Regions from separate parts of the Mus musculus genome. Here region 1 is linked to region 2. Evidence: chromatin contacts called from public ChIA-PET data. All regions are on one chromosome and are shown on one strand. Each heading gives the region's core, a stretch centred on a gene start, on an enhancer-like site or on the middle of the called end of the contact. The rest is flanking DNA. Distances are from core to core; before and after follow the strand shown. Region 1 overlaps Tbc1d22a (TBC1 domain family, member 22a). Region 2 overlaps Tbc1d22a (TBC1 domain family, member 22a).

Region 1 (7,035 bases), core at 1,656-4,155, 130 kb before region 2:
AGCTTAGAGATTAGGCCCTTATTAATGATGGGAAATAGAAAGCAATTCAAAATCAGTTACAACAAGACAGTGCATAGCTACAGAATAGAGCTGATATTCAGCCATATTCCCTCCAGTCTTCACAGAAGCAAAGGGCCCTATGAGTTTGAGGGAAGGGTTCTAGGAAGAGGGGTGATATCCCTGAGACCCCCAGGGAAAGAACACTGGGTGGAGTGATGGCTCTGAGACCCACAGGAGTGCAGAAGGACACAGGGGTCTCTGTGTATTTGCCATAGGCTGCTTCTGCAGGAAAAGACTTAAGAACCAGGGTTCCAGGCCCAGCGGAAAGAGGCCTAGCACTATCGTGCTGCTGGGCAGAGAGGCTGCCCACATGGCAACTCCTCCAGCTGGTCTCACTCACTGCATATACTAGATTCTGTTTACTAAGAAGTCTGGTACAGACCTGTGCAAACAGGATTAATCAACTTCCTAATTCTACAGGGGTAATTTTTTTTTTTTTTTAAAGAAGACAAAAATCACTTCCAGCCTGAAATTAGCTCTAGTTACACAACTAAACTGACAGAAAGACCCAAGGGCTAGAGTGGCTCTTCATCCCAGCAACCTTTGCAGCTCCCAAGGGCACACCCTGCTGGGACAGCAGCAGCCTCGGCTATGGCCCAGCTCACTGAAGCAGGGCGCTGCAGTTGATGTGAAATTCAAATCTGATGAACACTTGCAAAGCAGCAGTTTAGAAAATGACTGAATTTACTCAACAAGGTTCTTTCTACACTGGAGCATGAGGAATGAGCTCTCATGAATATGCAGGTGGCTGCTTGGGGACCTGTAGCCCAAGGGTAGTGGCAGCACTGGGGAGGAAACCATGGCATCTGGAAATGGCAGGCAATGAGGACAGCCTGCAGAGTTGTATAGCTGATACCAGAGCAGGTGGCCTTGGCAGGTGCCCTGGTTCCACGGGCCACTCCCAGCAGTGATCTACTACTATCAGGCTACAGCCAGTCTCACTTCTACCTTCAGCTGTCCTGGGGACATCAGTGTAGGAATCAGCGGCCACTCCATCATCCACTCCTCAGATAGTCATACTAAGTGACTGCCAGGTCTTCATGGTTAGACTCAACTTCTCCAAGGGAATAGTTTCCTTGGAGACAGAGAGGTGGTCTCCTTGGAGACTCTGTGTCAAAGGAACAGCTAATGCTCGAGATCTCCACTGAAGATTCGGAGAGGGTAAAGAGGAGAAAATGAGCCACCGCAGGGACTTACATCCAGGAGCCACAGCCTCCTACACTGGCCACATTCTGCCAGTAGTAGCAACCACCCACCCACCACAGGGAAGGTAGGGATCTTAGGACCTGGAAAACAAACAGTTCTAACATGCACCCTGCAGGCAGGCAGCACCTTTCTAAGACAAACTGGCCAGAGACTACTCTGAAAAATTAAACACATTTCTGGACTATCTATCATCAGAGTAACCTGGCAGAGAGGGAAAACCAACCCTTTCTGCCCTGTAAAAACAAGCACAGGAACTAGAAGCTACAGCCCTCGGGTATGGCTGACTGGAAAGGCAGGTTCTACCAGGGGTTCATGATGGGCCCAGATGTGGTCATTTCCCTTTGTAGAGCACCAGTCCTGCAGAATAACCACAACAGTGACAGCACTAGTTATTGCTTATGTGCCTACATAAACCCTTGCAGGGGAAGGTTTGCAGTGCTTTACTCCCTAGAGAAGATATACAAGGAGCCCTCTACCCTGGGGCTGTGCTCCTTACCTCTAAGAGCCAAGCAGGACAAGGCTGGAGCCTCTCCGCTATCTATGCCACCAAGCTTCTGAGCACCTGACCTTCTCTTCTGCTCACCGTGGGACCTTGAACTCCTAGGAGTTTGCTAAAGGGCAAAGGCCACACTCATTAGGTGGTGAGACCACACGTGGAATCATGAGGACCTCTGTGGGTATCTGTGGCCAGTTTTCTACTGTGTGGGCTAAGCACTGCCAGGTGGAACCACTGATTCTGGCAGACAGAATGCCCAGCCTGTAAGCTACCTGGACAGTATCCTTGATTATAGGGAAGTGGCCATTTTTCACTGACTGCATGCTACTCAGGAAACAGGTAATAAATGAGAAAGTGGACCAGCCACCAGCTCCCCAGCCAGCTTCTAATGTGCATAATGAGTCTCTGGCAGGGCTACCTCCTATTCTGAACATAGTGTAAGATAGACTGCTAAACTCTAGCATGACTTCCAATTTATATACATCGGAAGTGCGAATGTGTGTGCTGGAATGACTCCTTTCTCCTGTTTTATAAGTGACTGTGAGCTCACACTCTCTCACTGATAAAGGAATCTGGTCAGCAATAATTCCAAAACCAGAATTTCCATTTCACTAGCAATCAGGGTTCAAACATAATGAGTGAGTGGGCAGACATAATTACTATCATCTTTCAAGCCAAAATGTCCTGTGTGGCAGGGCAAGGTACACTGCTGTAAAGTCATCAGAGGGCACAGCAGCCACAGCCTGCAGAGCGCTCTCCTCAGTGCTTTCAATGGTGGGCCCATAAGCGGAAATCCTGCAGAAAGCACCTAGTCTTCTGGACTGCAAGTTCAGGTAAATGATGCAAACACACAGCACCCTGGCACTCCCGCTACAGGTTAGCAGTATTGACACGAGACCAGGCAACAAAGATTTATTTGCGCAAAGAGCAGACACAATGGCCCACATTTAGATATCTGACAAAGAAATCTTTCAATCCCTATGCTTAGCTGAGGGCAGGCTGAACACCACCAGCTTTTGCTGGGCCTGGCTGGAATGAGCTTTGATTAAAGGGAAAGATTCTGATCATCTCATCAGTTCGGAGGATAAAAAAAGAACAGAAACATGAGCAACCGACGGTCAACAGAGGGCCTCTGCAACCGAAAAGCTGCTTCTCTGCCGCAGGAACAGTCAGGTCCTAAATGGGTGCTGTGCCCAACACACCTGCCAACTAGAGGATCTGGGGACCTGCTGCGTCATGGTAACAGGATGAGAGGCTAAACCAAGAACAAGAGAGGAAACCCTGACACCCAGTCTCAGAAAACCACACTGGAAGTGAGGAGAGCAGCAAGCACCGTCCCTGAGGAAACAGGCAGGCTTCCTCTCAGCAAGGCTAGAGGACCGAGCTCCAGCAGAGTGCTTAGGAAAATGATAAAGGAGCTGCAAGTGGGAGAGGATGCAACACAGGTGGCTTAGGGCAAGCAAGATCTATGGAGTCACTCACGCCAGGGCTATGCAAGCAGACAAGCCGAACCATGGAGACCAGGGCTGTGGGGAACCCGGCTCTGAGGACCAGGCCTAAGCACAGCAGCCTACTCGAATCACCAAACAGGAGTAGACCTTACTATCTCAAGACTCCAATCAAGGAGGTTTGCCCTTGCTCCTCCCTGATCTAAGGGGATAGGAGAGTGGAACAAGGCCCCAGGGACAGATGGAAGACTGGGTTGAAAGGACATCTGGGCCAGCCCTGAAGCTCAGGTCAGGCTAAGTTCTGCTCCTGGAGATTATCCAGTTCAGTAAAATCAGAATGCCCGGGCAGTGCCTAGGAACACAAGTGACCTGTACTGCCACCTAATGAGCTGTAACACTTCCAACAAACACATCACTACACACTAATGATGGTCAGATAACTTCCTGGGGGGAAGGAGGCATTTTCCTCAAAAATCATAATGGAAATCAATAGGAAATGAGATTTATTTAGAAAATGTTAACACCATTTCAGAATGTGCTGATCAGGCAAAGAGAGAAATCCCAAACATTCTCACTGCTGCTCCTGAGCCCAGAGCTCAGACCAGAGAGGTTGGAGGGGCCACCTGCCCCTCAACGGCATCCCAGGAGCCCAGGAGGCAAGAGGAGAGCCCGAGAAGTTGTAGCCTCACACAGAGACTGCCCCCTGCTGTGTGATGGGCAGGTCACCAGCTCCTGTGCCAGGTGCTGACAGGGAGCCTGGAAAACCTTGCCTTGTCTCTGTTATACTAACAGGGATCCTGGTGGGTGCTAGACAGCTCTAGGGTGGGGACTGGTCACCTAAACCAGGAGACAATACCTCTCATTCTTGGGACATAAGCCCAGAATATAATTAAGCCTCCTGGCAGGCTGTATAGCATCAGCATGTATCTGACACCACAGCACAGTCCTCTCATCCCTGGAGAGGCATTAAGGTCCATTTTTTGACAGTAACATAATCTAAACTACAGGCTCTTCTTGAGCTACACAGAGCTGAGGCAACTAGGCATTAGATCACTCTTGCTTCACAGATGCGCTCCTAAGCATCTCCATAAGCCGCTCCAAGACAGAGCTATCACCACACCAGAAAGCAGCAACCCAACAGAGTCGTGGAAGAGGTTGTGCTGAGTTTCCTGGATGCCCAGCACTCAGTAGGTCTGACCACACTCTCCATGACCGAGCAGCAAAGCCTGTGGAAGAAAAGCAGAGCAGATGGCAGGGTAGCTAGACAGCCCCATGAGGCTTCGTTCCTGATTCTTCTCCATTCAACGTGTGTGTGTGTGTGTGTGTGTGTGTGTGTGTGTGTGTGTGTGTGTGTGTGTGTCCAGGTGATGTGTGTATACGGAGATCAGCTGTCATTATCGGGTGGCTTCCTCAATCCCTCTCTACCGTATTTTTGACAGTATATCTCATAAAACCTGGAGCTCAGAAACTCAACTGAGCTGGCTGGCCAGTGAGCCCCAGACATCTTCCTGTCTCCACGTCTCCATATCTGGGATTGAAGTTACACAGTGCCACCCTAACCTTTTTACCTGGAAGGAGGGGTCTGGACTCAGGTTTCATGCTAACAAGACAGGCACTTTACCAGGCCTTGTCCCATACAACCCTGAAGAGATGATTCTGAAAAGATCCAAAAAGGAACTGCAGCATCTGGAAGGCAGCTATGCTCACTCTGGATGGGAGCGTCTGAAGAGCACATTTGAATTCTGATATCTGTCCAAATCTCCTTTATGCTCGCTTCCTGGTTTACATGGCTTCCTAAGAAATCAACTCCAAAACCTAACTTCACTGCACAAAGCTATAGAACTTGAGGTTTAAAGGGCCTCATCCAGTCAAGTTCACTTTTTAACATGGAGAAGGCATGGTGCAAGTCCCTTTACATAGAATGTGTATTCTGCCAATGAACTTCCTTCCCACCTTTGTGGAAATCAATTGTCCTTATGTGCAGCTCCCTCCACATGCTCTTCCATCCTGGTGATCTTTAGCTCAATGTCAAAAATGCATGATTTTGATCACCCACCACTCTTGAGCTCAGTCAAACCTGGGCCTGCGATGTTGTTCATCTTGCTGGGTATGTCTAGGTATGCCAGGGGCTCTGTGTCTGCCCATGAACTACAAGATCAGCATGTCCTTTTCTGCAGAAAAGCAGGCTGGGATCTTAACTAGGATTGAGCTGAATGTAGTCAGTTAGGGGAAAGTGTCATTTAACTTTCCAAGTCTATGGGCATGATTGGGTCGTTCTGAATTTTCTCCGCTGTATTTTTGTAGCCATATTGTGTTTTCCTGACAGACTTCACATTTTTATGCTATAGTAACCAGTGGTAGTTATTCACCCTCAATTGCTAATATCTATGCGTGTATATGTATGTACATACACAGGCATTCAACCTGGAATGTCACACCTCAGAAGGTGCCATCCACATTCACCTGGTTATTTTTGAGACAAGGTCTCTTGCTGGCCTGCACTTAACTCACCAAGTAAGCAGGCTGGGTGGCTACCCAGGATCCCCGTCTCTGCCTCCCCCAAACTGGGATTACAAGCACACACCACCATGCCTATCCTTTTCATGTGAGTTCTGAGTGTCAAACGCAAACCCACCAACCAAGCAATCTTCTCAGCCTTTCGACTGCTGATTTCTTCTTGCTATTATGTAGAAACACTGTTATGTGCTGGCCTGGTGTCCTGAATCCTTACGAAACTCTCCTCCGGGTTCTAGTCAGTTCTTTTGTTGCTTCCCCAGCTCTCAAGAGATGAAGGGGTTTCCTTTCTCCTTTTCCAGCCTGGGGGCCATTCATGCACTGTGTGTGCTTCCATTTGCTGCTTTTGCCTCTGTGCATTGGCTGGACTACCTGAATGCATGCTGAATAGAAGTAGTGAGAATGAACAGGCCTGGAGGAAGCATTCAGACTCACATCGCTGCAGAAACCCTCTGGCAGAGTTAGTAAGTTCCCCTCCACTCCCGGATTGCTGCCTGCTTTCATTAAGAACGAACACTGGGCTTTGTCAAATGCTTCTCCTGCACACACTGAGATAATTTTATGGGTCTGTCCTTTTTTGATATTTTAACATAATGGACTATATCAGAGGCTTTTCAACAGTTAAATCAGCCATGCATTCGAGAATACAGCACATGTCACAATGATATATTATTCTTTTAATGCTGTGTTTGATTTGATTTGCTAAAAAGTTTTGTTCAGTTACGTTCACAGAGGATCCTGGTCTATAGTTTTCTTTAAAAGCACCTTTTAAAGACTGTGAAGAAGAGAGACACCAGCCTATGGAATAAACGGGGAAGCATGGGCCCGTTTACTTTCGTAGCAGCCCGGGTAGAATCAGTTATTCTTTGCTGAGTGTTTTCCAGTGGAGGCCTGGGGTCTTCTTTGAAGGAAGATTTAAGCTCTGGCTCCTTTGCTTTCATAAGTTTGGTGATGTTCAGAACATCTGCTCCTTCTAGGGCTAGCTGGCTGTGTCATTCAGTTTTTAGAAAACTATACTCATTTCATAACATTGTCAAATGTATTGTCAAAATGTGCACAACAGTCCCTATTTTCTTCATGTCTAGGGGGCCTGCAGAGTGGTGTCTGTCCCAGCCCTCATATTGGCAGTTTGTTTGTTTGTTTGTTTGTTTGTTTGTTTGTTTGTTTTTCCTGAACAGTTGACTATAAACATCTGTTTACTGACTTTTTCTAAACAAGCTTTTGGATTCACTCCACCTAACTCCGCACCCCAAGTCCTTAAGTCACAATTGGGGTCCCTGATTTGATAACCCGGGTCTCCTTCAGGAACAG
Region 2 (7,624 bases), core at 4,934-7,433:
ATTCTGGAGCGACTCACAGAGCAGAGCAGTCAGCTTGCTAAGAAAGCAGCCAGTGAAGTGTCGGCTGGCTGGGCCTTCCCGGAGCTCCATAAGCACCGGGGCTTTAGTACCACACCGATTCAATGCTGGGATGGCATTGATTACCATTTTAATTTTTCAAAAATCAAAATGTACAGGCTGCACAATCAATGAGTAGCTTTACCAGGCCAGCACTCTGTGTTCTAGCAGCATTGATCTCTCTTAAGTTTCCCGGCCACTCTGCCAGGTGGAAGGGTGCTCATTAACCTCCCTGCAGAAAACAGCACCTACAATGGGCCACAGCTCCCAAAGGGCAGAGTCAGACTGGAGCCAAGCCTTGCTTTCCAGAAAGAGTGGCTGAGAGGCGGCAGGAATCGACTCAAGCACGTATGCAAACGCGCGGTCTGGAGCTGCCTCTTTTTTAAATGGACCAACCTAAGGTACACACAAATCTTTTGGGTTCCTGAAGCCACACTCCAGTCAGATTCACCTTAATATGAGGTGAGACACAGAGGAACAGGAGGAAGAGAGACAAGAGCCTAAAGTCAGGGTCAGCAAAACAGATGTGACAACTAAGGTGTCACCCTCCCCTTAAATGTGTATGGTGACCAAGACAGAGGATCCTTGAGCTGGCCTGCTGTTCTCTAAGGCAAAATAAATATAACAGCATTCCAGGGATCACTGTGAGAGTTAAACGGCAAGTGTGTCCTTGAGCCCCATAGGCAAAGGCATGCTCTAGGACCCCAGACACACACACCAGGAGCTTGTCCTATAGAGCACTCACAGGGGTCCAAGTGCTGTTGGTAAGCTGAGCATTCATCCACTTTCCAGCACAATGAGAGCTGGGCTCCTTAGGAAATGCCCTCTTACAAGACAACAGATGAGACAGTGTTGCTCAGTGATCCGCCCTAACCAGGTACCAGAATCTGAGCACCCAGGAGGAAGCAGCAGAGTGTGATGGTGTTAACTGTCAATTTGACGGACTCTAGAACCACTTAAGTGGCCCCTGAGGGAGATTATCTTCATTATAGTAGTGGATGTGGAAAGTCTTACCTGTGGGCATGGGATCCTAGACTGTATAAAATGTATACAGCAAGCTGAGGACCAGCTTGTATTCATCCTTCTGTTTTCTATTTGGGATGCAATGTGACTGGCTGCTTCAAGCTCCTATTGCCTTGACTTCCCCACCATGACAGACTACAGCTTAAACTGTGAACTGAAATAACTGTCTTCCCCCTGAAACTCCTCCTTGCCAGCGCATATTGCAGCAACTGGAAAAGAATCTAAGACACAGAAAAAGCATGTGGGGGGGGGGGGGGGCCCAACCTGGGCTATTCGAAAACCTGTCCTCAAAAATAATAATGGCAATAGTAATAATAAACAGTAATAAATCAGGAAAACCGATGACAGATAGAGAAGCCCATGATAGGTAAGCAAAAAGACAATGTGGTCAAGTCTTAAATATGTGTGGTCTTAAATCAATGAGTTCCCGTACAGTAATTATCCCAAGAAAACAACCAGAGACAGAGCCAAGATGCCAGCACCAAGATGCTGAAAGCAGTGTCTGGCAGGGAAAGTTGGGAACAAAACAAATGCATAACAATAGGGGGTGTCCCTATAAACTGCAGCCGCTCCAGATGATGGCCCTGTGTGGTTATTAAATGTTTGCTTGCAGAAAGACGTCTAATCATGCAGAGAGCGGAGGGTTATTATTAATTGTACAAAGAACAGTGACAGCCTCGCAGCCTAGATGAACTTCTGCTTGAAAAATATTTTCTCATATTACGTATTTAATATGTATGTGAGGCCCGTTCTATTGAAAACCATTCACTGTGATCTTTGTGGAGAGGATTCACATAATTCACATCAATGGAGGGACCGGCATTCTCTGCATCTAACAGCAAAGGATCAGGGACAGCTGGGAACCACAAAGCTATTTGACTTCTATAAGGACGGCTATCCCTGATACCGCAGACTTCAGTAAGACCCAAAGCACATAGAGAAACCTTATTTTAAAGGAAGACCTGAGTAAAACCCATTTTTATAGCACAGAAATATGTAATAGCCCAAGGAGGTCAGTAAGAGGGCGAGAAGCATAGTGCATAGAAGACCATGTGACTCCAGGGACACCTGCCCTATAGACATGCCACCATGCCTCCTGACTATTCCACTGTACCTCAGATGCTACACTGGTATCCCAACTTTATATGCCTCCAACCAAATGTTCTTTTCTCCTAAAACCTGCTCAAGTGCCCACCTCAGTAAGTAGATAGCTAGCAGACATCCAGCCACAGGCTGACAGTCACTCTCAAAGGGCCTCCCCCAGCTCCCCATATTCAGCCAATAATAAGTCCTTTCTTTTGAGCTCTGAGAGACTCCCACAGCCCACTCCTTAGCCCACATTCCCCTTGACCTCACACCACCTCCATGGATAAGCCACCAGCACCTTCAGGAAACTTAAATCTCTTCTTGATAGTGGTCAATGGATTCCCCCTGTCCTCCACCCCGGCAGCCTGCTATCAAACCTCCCCATGCCACTTCCCCTCACTGCACCGAAGCCATGGTAGCCTTCTTAGCAATGCCTGTCAGCACAGTAAGCTCCACTCATGTCCTCTCTGTCCCCAAATAACCACAGGACTCAGACCAAAGCTTAAATGTTACTTCAGGGGCTGGAGAGACAGCTCAGAGGCTAAAAGCACTAACTGCTTTTCCAGAGGTCCTGAGTTCAATTCCATCAGCCACATGGTGGCTTACAAACTTCTATGAGATCAGGCGCCCTCTTCTGGTGTGCAGGCATATATGCAAGCAAAGCATTATATACATAATAAATAAATAAACCTTATTTTAAAATGCATGTATATGCATGTTATATATAATATGTAAATATATAATATATGTACATATATTTTATATATGTGTGTATGTATGTGTGTGTTACTTAATGAGGAAGCCAAACCTAACCACCTGGGTAAGGAGATGCTTGACCCACCTAACTGCAATCCTGTGCTTTCCAATGCAGTGTCTGCAGACACCTACAACATGCCCACATAAGATGCTCCCTATGTGTGAAACACACACTAGGCACCACAGTCAGCTGGAACGGTTCTTAAACTAATCGCACATGAAAGTATGTTATGACAATATTTTTATTTACTGGGTTAATTAATAAAATAAAAACTAAGCCCCTAGCTGCTTGGCTCTTCCTAAACATAGTTAAAGATTCCACATGGCACATCTGCAGGAGGCACCATCTTACCTGGGACAGGAGTGCTCCACTGCTATGCCGTCCTAGTACCATCCCCTCCCTGAGCACTGACAGCTTTGCCATCAGGTTAAGGAGGGCCTCCTGCCAAGCTCCCCAAGTGCATCTAACCTTTGGCAGCAAGGGAACTCAGTGATTAAGCTGAGCTCAGGAGAGAGAAGTGACCACAAGAAGAAACTCGATGACATGGTCACATTTACAAAGCGCTATTCCCTGAGACATCAAGCCCTCAGCACAAGTCTGCAGCAAGTCTGGAGGACATCAGTGTGCCACTGGCATAGGTGGTCTATATGCTGAGCAGTGCACCTTCCAGGAGGCTGCCCCCGAGGCCCTGGCCTTGGTGCTGACTACTGTAGACTGCTGATTCCACCCATGATTCACAGAGGACAGGCCCTAGCTGACTGTGCTTCTCAGGTACAGGAATGCAGACTCTACCCATGACGCTGGGGTGAAAAGAAGACAATTTTCACATGTTCCTAGCATCCCTCCACCAGCTGACTTGAGCCCTACTCAAGGGCCCCATGCCCGCCATGCCCACTCTAACCAACTCATTTTCTTCCTCCGCTCATCCATGGACAGGGCTGGCCGTGCCATTCTGGAGACACTAAGGAACTGCCCTCTGACTCCCCAGGCACAAAGGCCCCCACCTCAGTGTGCTGTTCACAGCAAGCCCTGGTACACCACTGGCCACTGGCCCACAAAAACCTGGCACTGTTGACTTGGCACAGTCCTCAGGCATCTTGTCTTAGGGCTACTTCTCCTTCAGCTTCTCCTCAGAGGCTTCGTGGTCCCAATGGAAGGCAATGGCCTCCCTCCACATTCAGGGAGGCTGTGAATTCCTCACACCACAATCTGTCACTGAGATGAAGGGAAGACCAAACCCCACCTAGAGCTGAGCTTATCTGCCAGGTCACCAAGTACTTGGACAATGGAGCTAACCGATGCCCTGACCCCAGCCCATTCTGGATTACACAGCAGGGAAAGGGGGAGGAGCCAGAGAGAGATAGGCAGGCTGGGCACAGGAGGCAGCTCCGAGGGAGGAGAAGATTAAACAAGTAGGAGCAGCAGCTCCTACTTAGTTTTTAATGTACTCTGTTTTCTGAAACAGGATTCCCAGGCTGGCCCAGAACTTGTGACCCTTCCATCTGGGCTTTAAGTGATAAGATGACAAGCCCAAGGTAAGGCATGACATCTAGGTAAGGAAGGCAGTGTCAAGGAACTATAAACAGGATAATTCCAAACTAGCCTCCCATCCAGAGGCTCCCCAAGATCTGTCACTACAACTCACTCTGCAGGCTGCACCTGTGGCCCTGCACTTTCTCTCACAGTCACCTGCCTAAGCAAGTCTTGGTTCCTGAGTCCTCAGAAGGCCATCCACACCACTGGGACTCCTCCGTGACTACCTGATGGTTCCCCAGATAGCAGCTCCTCCAGGGACATTCACAACTAACAAGCACAGCTCTGTGTCTTCAGCATCCTGAGCCAGACAGGAGCCTCAGAAATGTTTCCAGATAAATGAGGGGGCAACTCAATGCACAAACAGATGAATTAATTAGTGAGGGGTGAATAAATTAATTCTAATGAGAATTGGCTGCAATCTTGTTAAAACTGCTTACTGACCTTTGAGGAGTCCAAGAAATGCTGTGCGGAAAACCCTTGGCAAATGGCACACTGGGAAAACAGGCTCACAATCTCTGAGGGAGACAGCAGAGAGTCCAGATAAACCGTTGTGCAGCCTCAATTCAGAGCAACAATACAGACGAGGTGGGAAGGCAGAGAGCAATGAGTCACAGGTGCTATCAACCTACCCAGTAATGCCAGGGCCGAGCACCGCCACAAAGAAAGCAAGGTACCAGCAACAAGCCTCCATGTACTTGGAAGCACTTGGAAGGCAGAGGCAGGCAGATTTCTGAGTTTAAGGCCAGCCTGGTCTACAGAGTGAGTTCCAGGACAGCCAGGGCTACACAGAGAAACCCTGTCTCGAAAAAACAAAACAAAACAAAAAAATCAGATACTACTGTTTTTCTTATTAGTGTGCCCAGTGTTGGCTAAATTCTATAGACCAAAGGTAGGTCATTTTAAATCAAGATTGGTTGCATGCTATCTGACATAAACCAACCACCTGGGAGGTTGAGGCTCAAGGATTTCCAGTTCTAGGCTGACCTAGGAAACTAAAAAGAGATGCTGCCTCAGATGAAATATGAACAGGGGGCTGGAAAGGCAATTCAACAGTGGAGAGCCTGCCAGGCTCCATCTTCAGTGCTGTCAAAGATGGAGGAAGGAATTGCCAGGCAAAGAGGAGCCAGGGATGCAGGCTGAGGTAGGATGAATAACAAAGATAAATATTCCAGAAGACACAGCCGCCGCTACTCCTGCACCAGCCGCCGGGGAGAGAGGACAGAATGTCTTCTGAGTGTGCAAAAGCTGCTCAGACCTATAAACCAGCATGGCTCTTTTAAAGGGACGCCAGGGCCTCCAGCCAGTTCCCACATCCTGCCTCTAAAGCGCAGCTGCCCAGACCACAGTACCTTCCCAGCACTGCAGCCATGCTCAGACCTCATTCTGGCCCACGAGGTATCCCCTCTTTACACAGCCCTGACCTGCTCCAGTCCCTAATCAAGATGGAACTCAACCCAAGTCATGGTGGGACTCAACTTGGGTAAAGGTAAAGTTCATTTGCCTCGGGCCAGGGTGGAAGCTCCCCTGACAAGAGTAGCCAGCAGCACAGATGGCACATAGGCAGCCATCCTGGCACTACAACACACCCCAACCAAGCCCCATCAAATGCACCCTCTCTCACTACAGTCCCAGGACTGCATCCCTCACTGTGGTCCCAGGACTGGACACAGACTGTGCCTCTCCTTCCTGCCTCCCCAGCAGCCACTCACAGCACTGCTGCCTTCCTGTCTCAGGAAACACTCTACAGCCTGCAACTGAATGAAGTAATCTCCACTCGTAATAAAAGCATGCTCCTCCTACCCCAAGAAAAAGAAGAAACTTTTAAGATGAAAATAAGATTTCTCTCTCAAAGAAAAAAAGAGTCAGCCATCCTAGCCAAAGAAACTTTAAAATCCCCTATGACATAACCATAAATTAAATGCTGCATTCTCTCTGAGGGTCAAAATGGCTTTGCTAAGCAGGTGTTACACTTCACTACGTGCTTTAGGTAATGGAGATGATTTTCAAGCATAGAAGACAAAAGAGTTCTAATGGCTTCCGAGAGAACTAGCACACAAAGGAAATGTGTGTCTTACTAATTCCATAGACATTTATTCAGAAAATAACCATAAACGGATGGGAGAAAGAACGGGGCTCTGCTGTACAGTCAATGGCCTGCACTGGAAGGGCTTAAACCAAGGGCATTAGCAGTGCCGGCCAGTGCCCTGCACTAAGACTGCAGGAGAGGACAAGAGGCAGGGGGGTCTACATGAGTCTCTGGAGCAGCCTGGATATAAGAAGTAGATCTGGAACATGCAAGACTATTCAACCATACTCACCAGATAGACTGGCAGGGAACTAAAGGGAAAAAAATGTAAAAGCAGGTGCAAGATTATCTCCAAACAAACAAGCTAGGATTTGGAGGGGTCGGAGAACTGTCTAAGGAAATGGAGTAGCAGTCTCTGAACTTGACAAGATACTAAGTTCAGAAAAGTCACCTATAGCTTGAGCCGCCTGCCCACACCTCCAATTGAAATCCACCTTAGATCACAATGAGCCTGCCACGAATTCCCACCTCTTCAGTCCCTGAAACCCATTTCTAAAATGATTCCAAAGAACCAGACAAAGGCCTGGCAGCCACCAAAATGGCAGACAGTAGCTTGTTCCAACCAGGGCTGTGCTACCCCCTTGAGTCAGCTGGGAACAGCAGCTGAGGAGACCCCAGAGCTCAGTAGCCAGTGTGTATAAGCCCTGGGCCTGTGTGGTTCGAGTGCCAGCATCCTGTCTGTGGCCTGTGATCCTGATTCATGAACAACCCCAAGTTCTCTCTCTGCCACCAGCCAGCTCCAAACAGCCTCATTATACTTGAGCCTGCTGTGACCACAGGGTGTGCAGAGAAGAAAGGGCTGGTGCCAGGGAGAGAGCAAGCAGGAGGAGGCAGCGGCAGGGGAGAGGCGCTTCTGCCAGACCCAAAAATGGCACAGAGGGAGTTCCGAACAGCTGCAGTTCAGAGCCCAACTAATTCACTTGCTACTGAATTTCAAAGTGTTGCCCACATGTTGCTACTTCCTGCCTTCCATTGGGATTGTCACAAAGGAGCAGAAGCCTGATTAACCTCCCCCAAGCACAGTTCCAGTCACCTACTTCCCTACCCACAAATATCCCACGGCTCTCAGCTAATCCCAG

What was found. ChIA-PET counts read pairs in DNA pulled down with a chosen protein or histone mark.
Region 1: an RNA polymerase II ChIA-PET map of memory CD8 T cells shows a contact between it and region 2, with 8 read pairs. The contact joins two enhancer-like sites. A contact is called at or near these places in 2 of 39 promoter capture datasets (hippocampal neurons and liver), 1 of 15 datasets of contacts at CTCF or cohesin (large pre-B cells), 20 of 484 Hi-C or Micro-C datasets (CD4 T cells, the HPC-7 cell line, Sertoli cells and 16 more) and 6 of 115 datasets of contacts at active chromatin or transcription factors (the HPC-7 cell line, T-cell acute lymphoblastic leukemia, double positive thymocytes and 3 more).

The regions. Positions count from the first base shown.
Region 1 is chr15:86,382,526-86,389,560 of GRCm38.p6, reverse strand. All of the region lies in intron 10 of Tbc1d22a (TBC1 domain family, member 22a), which reads right to left. Among named protein-coding and RNA genes, the nearest start is that of Tbc1d22a, 170 kb to the right of the region's middle. Within about 2 kb of position 2,905, at least 24 of the 459 cell types and tissues checked have an H3K27ac peak or open chromatin away from gene starts, as enhancers often do. A contact at or near this core is called in memory CD8 T cells, where this site is marked.
Region 2 is chr15:86,256,655-86,264,278 of GRCm38.p6, reverse strand. The region is part of intron 4 of Tbc1d22a (TBC1 domain family, member 22a); the gene reads right to left. Among named protein-coding and RNA genes, the nearest start is that of Tbc1d22a, 46 kb to the right of the region's middle. Within about 2 kb of position 6,183, at least 30 of the 459 cell types and tissues checked have an H3K27ac peak or open chromatin away from gene starts, as enhancers often do. A contact at or near this core is called in memory CD8 T cells, where this site is marked.